2 separate regions of the Sus scrofa genome follow, and region 1 is linked to region 2. Evidence: chromatin contacts called from public Hi-C data. All regions are on one chromosome and are shown on one strand. Each heading gives the region's core, a stretch centred on a gene start, on an enhancer-like site or on the middle of the called end of the contact. The rest is flanking DNA. Distances are from core to core; before and after follow the strand shown. Region 1 holds the start of FBXO33 (F-box only protein 33). Region 2 holds the start of MYO9A (unconventional myosin-IXa).

Region 1 (6,507 bases), core at 732-3,231, 320 kb before region 2:
TCAGAGAGACCCCAAAAATGAGTGCTGGGAAGAGGGTGACTATTCTAGATTAAAAGAAGCTTTAAATACAAACTAAAACAAGTGTGGCCCTTACTTGGATCCTGATTTGGATATTAGTTGGGATCCTTACTGCTGAGCCTCGAAGGGGAACTTCCTTTTTTTTGGGGGGGGGGTTGTCTTTTTAGAGCAGCATCCATGGCATATATAAGTTCCAGCCTAGGGGTCAAATCGGAGCTGTAGCTGCCGGCCTATGCAACCGGATCTTGGTTTGGATAAAACATCTATAACAAACATTTGGAAAATAACTAGATAAACTTGAAGATGGGTTATTAGACAACAGAAGTTTTTCAAGTGTGATAGTTTTGTTATGTAATAATACGCTTTTAAAGAGATGCACACTTAATTACTATTAAGTGGGAAATCTAGATGTCCATGGGTCACTCAAAATATTTCAATGATGGAGATCCCATGGAGGTGCAGCAGAAACGAATCCCACTAGGAACCATGAGGTTGCCGGTTCCATCCCTGGCCTCGCTCAGTGGGTTAAGGATCCAGGGCTGCCGTGAGCTGTGGTGTAGGCCGGCAGCTACAGCTCCAACTGGACCCCTAGCCTGGGAACCTCCATATGCCGCGGGTGCGGGCCTAAAAAGACAAGCCCCCCCCCCAAAAAATGAATGCTTTTAAAAAATAAAAAATTTAAATCCAAGCCTCAACTTCCTAATTCACTGCTGTTTCCATTAATGCTCATTAATCCATTCATAAGATATAATAATAACTGCATAGAAAAATCTCTTACAGACAAGAGGTTCAGAGAAGTGACCTACCATGAATGATAGCTTCCCCCCCCCCACAGGTACCGAAATGAAGATAACTGAGGTACCAACACAATATTATTGGTAACGGGCCTGTGCTAGGCATCAAAAGGCATGGAAGCATTATGAATGGAGAGTTTTGCCCTCAGAGGGCTAAAAATATCCAGGAGAACAGCTTCTGAGAGTTAGCCACAAATAAACACGGCTGTTCCAAGACCCTAGTTAAGGCTTTGAAGCGGCAGCCTCATTAAAGCGATCCTCAATTATTACATAAAATCGCTTATTTCTTTCTGACTTCACTGCTCCTTACAGTCAGTTAACTAACTACTTCCCGAGTTGTGATAAAGTTAGGACACTCTTTCGAAAAATCCCTCCCTCAAAAACCGGGCGCCGAGCTAAAGAAAACCTTTACCATAACAACAAACTTCTTTACAATTAGAGCCCCCAAACCTGGAACTCAGTCTCCCTCAATCTCTGGATAAGAGACTAATTATCAACCAACAGATCTAACCCATTTGCCCTTTTTTTTTCTCTTCTCCCTCAAAATCCAAAGGGTGGCGCTGTCCTCACTCCTTCCCCTCGCACCCAGGTGTGCGCTACTGTCCACTCCGAGGTCTGACCACGAGGGAAGGTCCGCTTGCGGCCTGTGTCCAGCCTCCCCTCCCCGCGCTTCTCCTCTCCTCACCCAGCCCCTCGGGTTAGCCCGCGAGGGCGCCGGTCCTGCTGCCTTAGCGGCTTTTTCTCAGAAACTCCCAACAATTCTCTGCGGGGGAGGGGGGAGGGGAGGTTAGGCTGAAAAAGACCCAAGCCGGCACTTTGGCTCTGAGTCCTCAGCCCAGCAACAGGAAAACGTATAATGAGAAGCGTCACCGCCCGCTTACGCTAACGCGAGTTCCGCCACTTACACTGCCTGAGCGCCCCAGTTAACCGACTTACAAACAAGACGGGACTCGGCGGTCTCTGTGAGACGGGAGGGGGCGCCCAACACCGGCACCACCAGCGCTTCCCCACCCCCGTCCCGACAGCCTGCGTGCGTCAGGAGTCACGTGCCGCGTCTCCCTTTCCTACCGGCAACCGGGCGCTCCCTTCTTCCGGAAGTAGCTCCGGATCACGCCGGGCTCCTCCCACCACTGGTGACGTCAAACTCAGGTCCTACCACTGCTCTGCCTCCGCCTCCAGGCGCGGGGAGGGCTGCCGTTTCCTTACAATTAGTCCTGCCGCTTCCGGGCCCCTAACCAGTAAAAGCAAGGATTTTGAAGTTCCTGAGTGTGTAGGCCTCGGACGCGCGTGAGTAAAGTTTGAGAGGCCACAGGCTGGCTGTCTGGAGGCCAACCCCGCAGAGGCCTTTCCCCCTCTCCGCAACTTGTGCTGTACTTGGTTCCGCCGAGACCTACGACGGTTCCGCCCCCTTCTTCCTTGTCATTGATGTTGTTGTTCTTGTCAGTGCCGCAGCCCCGACCACCGGGAGCCGGAACCCGAGCAGGGGCCGCCCGGGTGGCGCGGTGGCGGCGGCGGCGGCTGCGGCTGCAGCAGCTGCGACGGCTGCGGGGGCTGCTCCGGGGATTGCGGAGGCGGCCGGGGACCGGCAGCCGGCGGCGGGGCCGGATGGCTCTGTGCGGGCAGGCGGCAGGCGCTGCGTCGCTGCCCAGCGAGCTGATCGTGCACATCTTCTCCTTCCTGTCCGCCTCCGACCGGCTACGGGCCTCGGCCTCCTGCTCGCACTGGCGCGAGTGCCTCTTCTATCCTGCTCTCTGGCCCCAGCTCCGCATCTGCCTCCGCGTCTCGCCTGCGGAGCAGCCACGGCTCGAATTCCTCATGCGCAAGTGCGGCTGGTTCGTGCGAGAGCTGCGCGTTGAGTTCGCCGCGGAGAATTACCTGAGCGGCGGCGGCGGCCCGGGCGATGGAGGCAGCGCCGACACCGGGACTGGCGGGGAAGAAGTCGAAGCCCTGCAGCTCTCATCCCGTTGGCTAGAAGTGTTGCGCACCTACTTAGAGCTGGTGCTGTGCGTGCTGGTCAGCATCCGGAACAACAGGTAGGCTCGTCGTGGACCCTGCATTCATCCTCTTCTCCCGCTTCCTCCTCTCCCGGGGAGCAGGATGGCCTTCTTCCTCTCACCTCAAAATAGATTCTGTGCGGATACTCCCGGCCCGCTTCAGCGTTGCTTTTTTCAGTGATTAGGGGTTTCAGTTTTAATCCAGCGATTTCCTTGAGGCGGGAGGGCATAACGGGATTATCGTAATACTTTATAAACAGTGATGGATTTGGTGTTTATCAGACAGCATTCCTGGCACCTTCCAAGCCCTGTCTCATTCGTACTTTCGTTGGCAATGGGATGGAGTTCATTTTACAGATGAGAGCTGAAGCTTGGAGGGTGAGGCCTGTGAGTGAGTCTTGGGAGAAACAAAATCCTACCTGATTTTTTCAGTTCTGAATCTATCCATTCAAAATAGTTCGTGGTGGGGAAGGACTAGCTATGCTACTGGTTTCTCATAGTTACTAGACTGTACCCCCCCAAAAAATCTTTGACAGCCATTTTCTTACTGGGAATAGTTTTGATTAACTAGGCCAGGCATGAAGAGTAGGAGTGTTTGTTAAAAGGATTGGGGAACAGCCTGATAATGAAGATTGGGAAGTCCCTCCCCTTTGCACCTCCAGACTCAACTTATCCCTAGTTATTCACCTAAAAGTAGCACAGTATATATAGCTTGGTGTTTGCATGAGTTGGGGGAACTGGCCTGTGTCTATAAAGAGTAAGCCCTTAGCGGCCTAGTTTTTCATTAGAATTCTACTGTAATTCTGAGACTAACTTGATATGTTCTGACCCATTGTCCTAATCAATATTTTCCATTATTTGTCTATCACCGTCTCCAAAATACTGTTAATTTAGATGTTCTGTATCTGGGTATTCTAACTTTATAATTAAAGTATGAGTTAGAAGAAAATTCAAAAGTTCTAAGAAGGAGCAACTTACATAATAATAATTTAGTAGTTTGTGAGTACTTTCACATTCACTATCTTATTTGCTCCTTTCAATGACCCTGTGAGTTAGTCAGGATAGCTATTATTATCCCTATTTTATAGAAAAGAAACTGATGCATAACAGGGTCAATTTGTCAAATGATGTACACATTGTATACAGCATTGTTTTTCTCTAAGCAGTGGTCTTTCTTTCGCGGTAGTTACATTATGTTGAACAGGATGGAACTAAGGTCCGGGTTTAATGCTAAGTGAGATATATATATATACACATATTCTTAATTATGTTTCTGATTCAGAAGGGTAGGAGATAAGCATATGGCTCCAGACTGTATCTGGAGCATGGCTTCATCATTCCAGTGGGCTGTGTATTTTCCCAGCTTTTCACATCAAGCCATTATTTTCCTTACTTTCATTTTATGTGGCAAGAGAGGCTGTTTAAGGCTATAAATTGGTCTTGATCAGGTTGGAGACTCTTTGTCAGAGCTGAGTGATGGCTAGAGGCCCAAATGACCCAGAAGTTAGAGAGATTGATTCAGTGAGCAGTTACTGCTGAGGAGGGTGTCCAGGGAGGATGAATTCAGCAAGTATCAATTAGATTTTTTGAGATCAGATAGTTCCAAGCAATCATCTTAAAAATGTGTGCCTTTTGTCCAAGTAAGAACACGCCTTTCAAAGTGCATGTTCCTTTTAAGTGTTTTAATAACTGGTTGATTGGATGGATGAGGTTATGCAGGCAAAATAGTGGTATCTAACATCTTGGCTTTGTTGTTTAACTCTTCTCTCCTCCCCCTCCTCACCCCTACCACTTTTTTTCAGCTGTAATTGAGGTTTAATTTGCAAATAAAAGTGTGCCCATTTTTTTATTAGCATCCCGATCTACTTTTCTGTAAGGCTGCCATATAAATAATCTTTATATGCTTAGAAATAAGTTAATCTCAGCTTTATTTTTGAAAATGTCTTGAGAGTGTCTAGTAATGCTGGAAGTATTAATGTGGATGTTAAAAACATAAATGAAACTGGTTTTCTTTAAACAAATTTGAAAATGTTTTAAACCAAGTTGTTTAATAAGAGAAATCAACATTTAATATTGTTCTTTACATTTCTAAGCTAAATTTACAGTGGTTTGTTTTTTTTTTTTTGATTTTTGATTTTTACCATTTTATAAGTTGAAAGGGGGGATATGAAACCTACCAAGTCACAAGCTTTAGGCTTCGAGGCTTTGTGTTGAATTCCTTTAAATAATTCATACAGTTCAGAGCGTTATTATGTTGTGTTCCAGTTATTTTCATGTCTCTGAGGGAAAGAACTAAAACCATAACCTTGAATCATGGGACCTTTTCAAGGATACTGTTCGGAGAGGATAATTGACATTTTATTTTGCTTGATTCCTGGGTTTCATATGCACTTGTACTCTGAGAGTGGCTATAGCCACTTTATTTCAGGTGTTAGGAAGAACCAATGAGTATCAAAGAGATACAGAAATGCCTCTCAGAGGGTAAAATACAGTCCTCTAGCTTCTGATCTCCCTTCTCTACAGGTTTCTAGGATATTTACCTTCCTGACCAACAGTGAGAACAGAAATACAATAAGTACTCAATCAATTGTATTATAGGTTAAATTGGCTGAATTTCTTCTATAATGGTTCTAGAAGAAATTGTACTTAGAAGTTCAGAAACAACAAATTTATATATGCATTTTTAGGATTTAACCTAGTTGTCAAGTTGAGTGCTGCCTATTAAAATGCCATATATTAGACTCCTTAAGAAAAACGAGAGTTCATGGACAATTAGATTTACAATAAGAGCTAATAGACTCAGTCATTAAAAATAGTTAAACAGTAGACATAAGTAACATTGTCGTCATTTGGTTTATGCTTTCCTGGACTATATAAATATTTTGTTTTTTGAGGTAAAATGCTAAATTGAGAGCAGTACTTTTTTAAAAAGATGCAGGGCAGAGCTATTTTGTATCAGAGTGATTTTCTTGTTAAAATTCTGTGTATGTAGATTGACCAGTTTTATGACTGTGCCTACTTAAACACCCTCTAAGTAGTAGGAGGCATGTTAATAATTCTTAGATTTGATCTGCTGATTTGGCGCTGGTAGTGAAAGAATCTCACCTTTGTATTTTCTGAACATCGGTCTACCGAGAAGCAACAACCGATAAGGCAATTTGAAAAGACATCTTAAAATAGATTAAAAATTCTTTAGACATTTCATAGTACTGTCTAAGAAGGTAAGAAATGACCTGAAAATATTATCTCCAACCTTAGTGAGCCTTATTTTTCCCTATCAAAGGTAATAAATACATGTGACAATATCTCACTTTTGAGAGCTTTTATTTTTTGCTTTAAAAAGTTTACTTACATGGAGTTCCTGTTGTGGTGCAATGGAAACAAATACGATTAGTATCCATGAGGATATAGGTTTGATCGTGGGCCTCACTCAGTGGATCAGGAATCTAGCATTGCCTTGAACTGTAGTGTAGGTCACAGACATGGCTTGGATCCTGCGTTGCTGTGGCTGTGGCATAGACCAGCAGCTATAGCTCCAGTTTGACTCCTAGCCTGGGAATCTTCAAATGCCGCAGGTGCAACCCTGAAAAGAAGGAAAAAAAAAAAGCTCACTTACAGAATACATGTATTAAAATATATTGGGACTCCCAGAGTCTCCTGGTGGCCTAGCAGTTAAAGATCCAGCGTTGTCACTACTGTGG
Region 2 (5,957 bases), core at 1,810-4,309:
TTCTAGTTTATTTTCCAAATGGAACTGTGTTATTTTGCTCTAAATATTTAGTGTTTCTCCACTGTCTAGCAAATTAAGTACTAACTACAGCATGGCATTAAATAAATTCCATAAAAACAGCCCTAATCTATCTTTCCCAATTTATTTCCTTGTACTTCTCCCATATATAGCCACAAGCTTAGTTCTCTTGTAGGCCCAAATTCTTAGGCAACAGTGGATTACTACTGGTTACTATAACTAAGGCATAGGAAAAGAGAATAGCCAGTTCTCTATTCCCAGAGAGAGGCTGAGAGGTGAACCTTGCTCAAGCATCTTTCTGAAACAGATTTGATCTGTCATGCTCTCACTTAAAATCCTTAGATTTAGGAGTTCCTGTCATGGCTCAGTGGAAACGAATCTGACTAGTATCCATGAGGACACAGGTTCAACTCCTACTCCCACTCAGTGGGATCAGGGGTTGCTGTGAGCTGTGGTGTAGGTTGCAGATCTGGCATGCCTGCGGTGTAGGCCAGAGGCTACAGCTCTAATTTGACCACTAGCCAGGGAATCTCCTAAAATCTTACAGGTATCTCAAAATACAATTTATACTCATCATTGTTTTGAAAATACAAAATCAGTCCTGCTGCCAAATATTATTTAATGTGTAGTTAAGCACATATGTAACTACATCTCTTATCTGTTTTAATATTTTTAAAACTTTCAATGAAAAAGATCTCACTTATGTTTTTATGTATTTTATTTTATATATTTAAAAACATTATTCTTATTCTGAGATAGGATCCACAGGTCAGGCTGACCAAGTGGTCCATGACACAAGAGAAATTACTTTTACTTTTGGTATTTAGACCTATTAATTGCTCATAGTAAATATAACCTAAACACTTGAGCATGGAATTCAAAGTTCATTATCTGTTCACATCCACTTTATCATCTTTATCTCCGTCCTACCCCTACTTTTCATACTAAACCCTAGTATTTTAGACAATAGTGACCTTCTCTTATCTGGTAGCAGATAGACAAGTTTTTTAATTAACCACAGTTAATACAGTAGCACGGACTAGCTAGGGCTTTGCCTTATACAGACCTTATCTGTCTGCCAAGTGAATTCTTCTAAAGGTTTGTTTTCCCTAATACTGTGAAGTCCTAATAGGGCTGAAACTTAAATCTTTCTCATTCCTAACTTAAATGGTTGATGAAATAAATAATAAAAGGCAGATTCTAAATTGGCAAGGCACTGTATATAGTAATCTCTATGGGAGTGAAGTCAGTCTTTGAATCTCATCAATTGGCTTAACTCTGATCTTGTGGGGGATAGAAATGAGGATTCCCCTGAGCTCTAAGGCTGGATCCCCAGCTGATAAAACTTGGACAGAAGGAAAAGACAGAGGAAAGAGCAGTAACCGAAATGGGCCTGATTAAGACTGAAGGATGAAACTGTGCTAAAGAGAAAGCAGGAGTGACTCCTCCCATTACCCAGAGTAGTTATTCAAAACTTTCAAGGGTCTCATGCCATCCTGAACTCTCATCAAATGACTCCCAACTTAACATTACAGCGCCAACTACATCAACCTTCTGCCTTCCCCTACTTCCCAAACTTTCCTTTGCTATAGTTTGGTGGTTCTCAACCTGCAGCATTGGAGTCACCTCAGGAACTTTAAAAAAACAAAAACAACCAAAACTGATGCCTGGATTTGTTTAATTGGCCTCAGGTGGAGCAACTTCATTTGTTTTACTTTTTTCTTTCCTTTTTGGAGCTGCACCCGTGGCACATGGAAGTTGCCAGGCTAGTGATCGAATAGGAGCTGCAGCTGCTGGCCAATGCCATAGCCACACCAGATGCCAACTGTGTCTGTGACCTACACCACAGCTCATGGCAATCCTGTATCCTTAACCCACTGAATGGCGGAAGGGATTCAACTGCATCCTCATGGAGGGCAGTAGGGTTTATTACTGCTGAGCCACAATGGGAACGCCTGGTTTTACTTTTTAAAAGAATCCCAGGTGACTCTAATGTGCATACAAGATTTAATTCCACTACCGCTCCTGGTTCTGTAAATTACCCACTCTCACTCATAAACTGTCCACATCTTGGTTATGGTACACTTCATAACCACCTTAAAAGAAAACACTGTTCTGGCCCACACGCTTGTCCCTCACCTCATTACTTTATAACTCTTTATTACTCAAAGAGTGAGTAACTTACGCCACGTGGTTTTCGCTAACTGTATTCTATTCCTCTTTTTATTTCAGCGCCAGTACTGTCAAAAATATTTTTGTACCCATCATTCCCTCTGCTTCTATCTCTTATACCGCTTTAACCAGCTACTGCTCATTAGCTTTCTAACACAAATTAAGAGTGACCCAGAGGGTTTCCTCAAGTCATACACAATCAGGTGGTCCCTCTTCTACGCTCAAAGAATACCTTGTGCTTTTTTTTTTTTTTCTATTATAATTTTACTTTACTATCACGGAGGATTCTCTCATCGTCTCCAACATACTTCGAAACACTTGAGACTATTTCATTTGCTTCTGACTTTCTGGAGTCTAATGCACGGAAAGTGCTCAGTAAAAAGTCTGAGGGATGAAAAGAAAGAAGTACTAGGAAACGGAGGTCCGGGGCGGGGAAATGCTGGGGAAAGGGCGTGTGTGTGTGGAAACGGGGGCGGGAGGGGGGGGCGCTAAGGAGGCGGCGCTAAGAATTTTGAGCCAGAATTGGGGAGTGGGTGTGGAGACGCTAGAACTGCGTGGGCGGCAAAACGATCTCCTGCCCAGACACACCGACCGACAAACCGAAGTGGGGAGGAGGCTTCTTACCTGCCTCGGGCCTCACCTCCCCAGCCAGCCTTCAGGCACCTCGGTATTGGCCGGAAAGCGAGAGCTGCAGTCGTAAACCCAGAGTTTTCTAGCCCAACATTGCGACATCCCTCTCTAGAAGAGATAAAACCTAAGGCAGAGTTCCCAACTCTGCCGTAAGGTGAGGAAGAAAAGTTTGGGCGGGGCCGCCTGAAGCGGACGAAATGGGGCGTGTCCACGCAAGCGCATGCTGTACTTGCTGGCGGCATCACGTGCGGGGGCGGAGTCGGGCGAGCAGGCTGGCTCCCGAGGGCGGTAGGGGGCGTGGGAGGTAAGTGCGCGCGCGCTTGCTCTTCTGCAGCTGAGGAGTCGTGCGGGGCGGGGCCGCGTGCGCGGGGTCGGGGGCGCGCGGGCCCGAGCGGACTGGTACGTGGTGGCGGTTGACTGTGGCTGCTGAGTGAACAGCAAGGGTGGTGAGAGGCGGCGGTGGAGGCACCCGCGACACCCGCAGAGGCGGCAGTAGCGGTTGAGGCGGCGACTGAACGCGTGGTCTCAGGGCGGGTGCGGCCGGGGATGTGCCTGCCCAGGCCGGGCGGAGTCTCTCTGACAGGGCGGGGGATGCGCGGCGGCCGCTCGCCCGGACCCTAAGGCAGCTGGGCCCACCCTCCCGGAGCCGTCCGACCCTTGGTGATCTTGGCCTCTGCTGTCTCCTCCGGCCTGACCCTGGGGCCGAGTTTGGGAGGCGGCTTCCGCCGAAGAGGAGGGGGCTGCGGTGGCCACCGCGGCGGAGCCCGAGGTAAGACCCGCCCAAGCCGCCCAGCGGCCCTGCCGCCCAGCCCGGCCCACGTCTCGGTCTCTCTCTTTGGCTCCTGCGGGGCCGCCCCGCCCCGCCCCAGCGGAGACGCCCCGCGAGCTAGTCTGCGCTGGAGCCTCCCTGACACCCGATCGCTGCCCCGGGTACCCAGTGGACCCCACCCATCGTGTATTCCTTTGGCCAGGCACCATTCCGGCGCTCCAACCTCTCCTGGTGTTAGTCTCGGGCCTCTCACCCCATCACACCCCACTAGAACCCTCTTCGGACTCTCGTAGTACTCTTAAATGGGGCCTCGAGACTGTTGCATCCTCCTGTGAGCTGACCCAATCACAGTTCCTCAGATCCGTTTACGCTTGCCCTCTAAACCCATTGCGACCCCCAGCTCCAAGGCAGATCCATCGCTGCCCACTCCTCTTCCTAGCGGACCTGCTCACCGCCTAGCTGAAGCTCTTCCCTTACTCAACTCGTCTTTCAGATAGTCTATTTCATGATGCTCTTACTTCCCAAGAAATCTGGTGTCAGCTCCTCTTTAGACACCAGCAGCGGCCTCTTCTTCTAGACCTCCTTTCCTTAGGCAGACCTTAATATCTTTCTCCGAGGTCGTGATCCTTTCTTTGGTTGAAAGGGCTTTGCCGTGAAATCCTGAAGGCATTTTGCTTAGCCTAGTGTTTTCCCCCCAGCGGGGCTAAGGGGACCAATTGACACTCATGTTTGGAGGTTTAGTCTCCGGGCTTTAGAAAGAGGGAGATGGAAGATCATGGAAGCCCAGGGCAGGCGGTGTGTGCTATTGTAAGGTCACACAGCCTGCTTCTCATCTTCTGTAGAATGTGTGGGGTAGTACAGATCTGACATTTTAGGGACTTCTGGAAGGGTTAATTAACACAACAGTAATGAATGTCTCCATGTGGTATCATTTGTTTCACCTTCTTGTAGATTTTTACAGCTCTTTTGCACTGCTTTTGAAGGATAGCAAGATACTTTTTTTTTTTTTTTGAATTTGCTGTTTTAGAATTTGCTGGGAAAGTAAGATTTGTAGTTTTCCTTAATTTCTGAAGATTTTGATGTCAGTTTAATAATAAAATTCTGCTACCTGGTGCTGCTGACTTGCTTTTTCAAGAGGCAGGTACAGTTATCATTGCAGTGTTCACCAATGTCATTATCAACAGCCTTATTAGCAGTAGTTAAACAGTAAAACATAGTTTGTTGAACTCCTGAGCTGTCAAGAAGGAAATGTAATTTTACACCAGATGATCACTGCATAATTTTAACGTTGGTATAGGGATGAAGTATAGAGAGGTTTTTGTAGTCAGTACTTTAAAATTTTTTATTTTTTGTATGTGGAACCGAGGAAGGAGAAAATCATATTAAAATTATAGGTCATAATTAGACATAGTATAAAAATCAAAAGGTTCAAAAGAGTATGTAGTAAAAAGTTTCTCTTTTCCCTGTATCTTCCAACCATCCATTTTCCCTCCTTAGAAACAACCACTATTTCCATCTTTGTGTGTGTTGTTCTTGCGATATTTCTAGCATACAGGTCTACACACTTATGTGTGTGTGTGTAAAAATATATATATTTTTTTGGCTGTACCTGCAGCAGGCAAAAGTTCCTGGGCCAGGGATTGAATCTGTGCCACAGCAGTGACCTGTACCGTAGCAGTGACAACGCTGGATCCTTAACCTACTTAGGTCACGAGGGAACTCGTGTATTTATGTTCTTAAAACACCACAAATGCTTGTGTACTAGATGGAATGTATATAGCTTCCCCCTACCCTTCTCCCCCCACCCCCATTTAATAATAGATCCTAGAGATCACTCAACGGTTGTACATTTGGAAGTGCCTCATTTACTGGCTGGATAGTATATCATTTTGGTAGTCTTGAGGTTATTTTCAGTCTTTGGTTTTATTAACATTGCTGCATGCTTTTCTCTTAAATGTATCAGCTGCTATGTGTGTGTTTTTTTATTATTTATTTATTATTTTATTTGGCATGCTCATGGCAGGCGGAAGTTCCCCGGCCAGAGATTGAACCCATGCCACAGCAGTGACCCGAGCCACAGCAGTGACAATGCTGGATCATTAACCCGCTGATCTACCAGGGAAACTTATATATATATATATATATATATATATAAGTTTTAAGTAATTTTCAGGATTTAAAAAAATTTCCTGATGGTTCTTTTGTGAACCTGCAAAAAAGGATAAACTGAATTTCTCATTGAACCTTTGAGCTTCCATGGAGTGATTAGCTTTGATAGAGATTATAATATTTATTAAGTAAGTTATTGAAGGATTTAAAATAAGGGGCTGAAAGGATCAGATTTATATTTTTAAAAGATCACTATCTA

Evidence for each region. Hi-C and Micro-C count contacts between places; a contact is called where the count stands out from the background.
Region 1: a Hi-C map of liver shows a contact between it and region 2, with 5 times the contacts expected there. The contact joins the promoter of FBXO33 here to the promoter of MYO9A in region 2. A contact is called at or near these places in 3 of 47 Hi-C or Micro-C datasets (alveolar macrophages, heart right ventricle and liver) and 1 of 2 datasets of contacts at active chromatin or transcription factors (alveolar macrophages).

What each region holds. Positions count from the first base shown.
Region 1 is chr1:169,911,330-169,917,836 of Sscrofa11.1, reverse strand. FBXO33 (F-box only protein 33) reads left to right here and starts at 1,981. Exons shown (of 4, transcript XM_001926592.7): 1 at 1,981-2,845. The coding sequence starts at 2,238. It overlaps LOC102162695 (a long non-coding RNA gene), which reads right to left and starts at 2,037. Exons shown (of 12, transcript XR_002338918.1): 1 at 1,749-2,037.
Region 2 is chr1:169,593,873-169,599,829 of Sscrofa11.1, reverse strand. MYO9A (unconventional myosin-IXa) reads left to right here and starts at 3,059. Exons shown (of 44, transcript XM_021100912.1): 1 at 3,059-3,124. It overlaps SENP8 (sentrin-specific protease 8), which reads right to left and starts at 3,014. Exons shown (of 2, transcript XM_013992369.2): 1 at 2,815-3,014.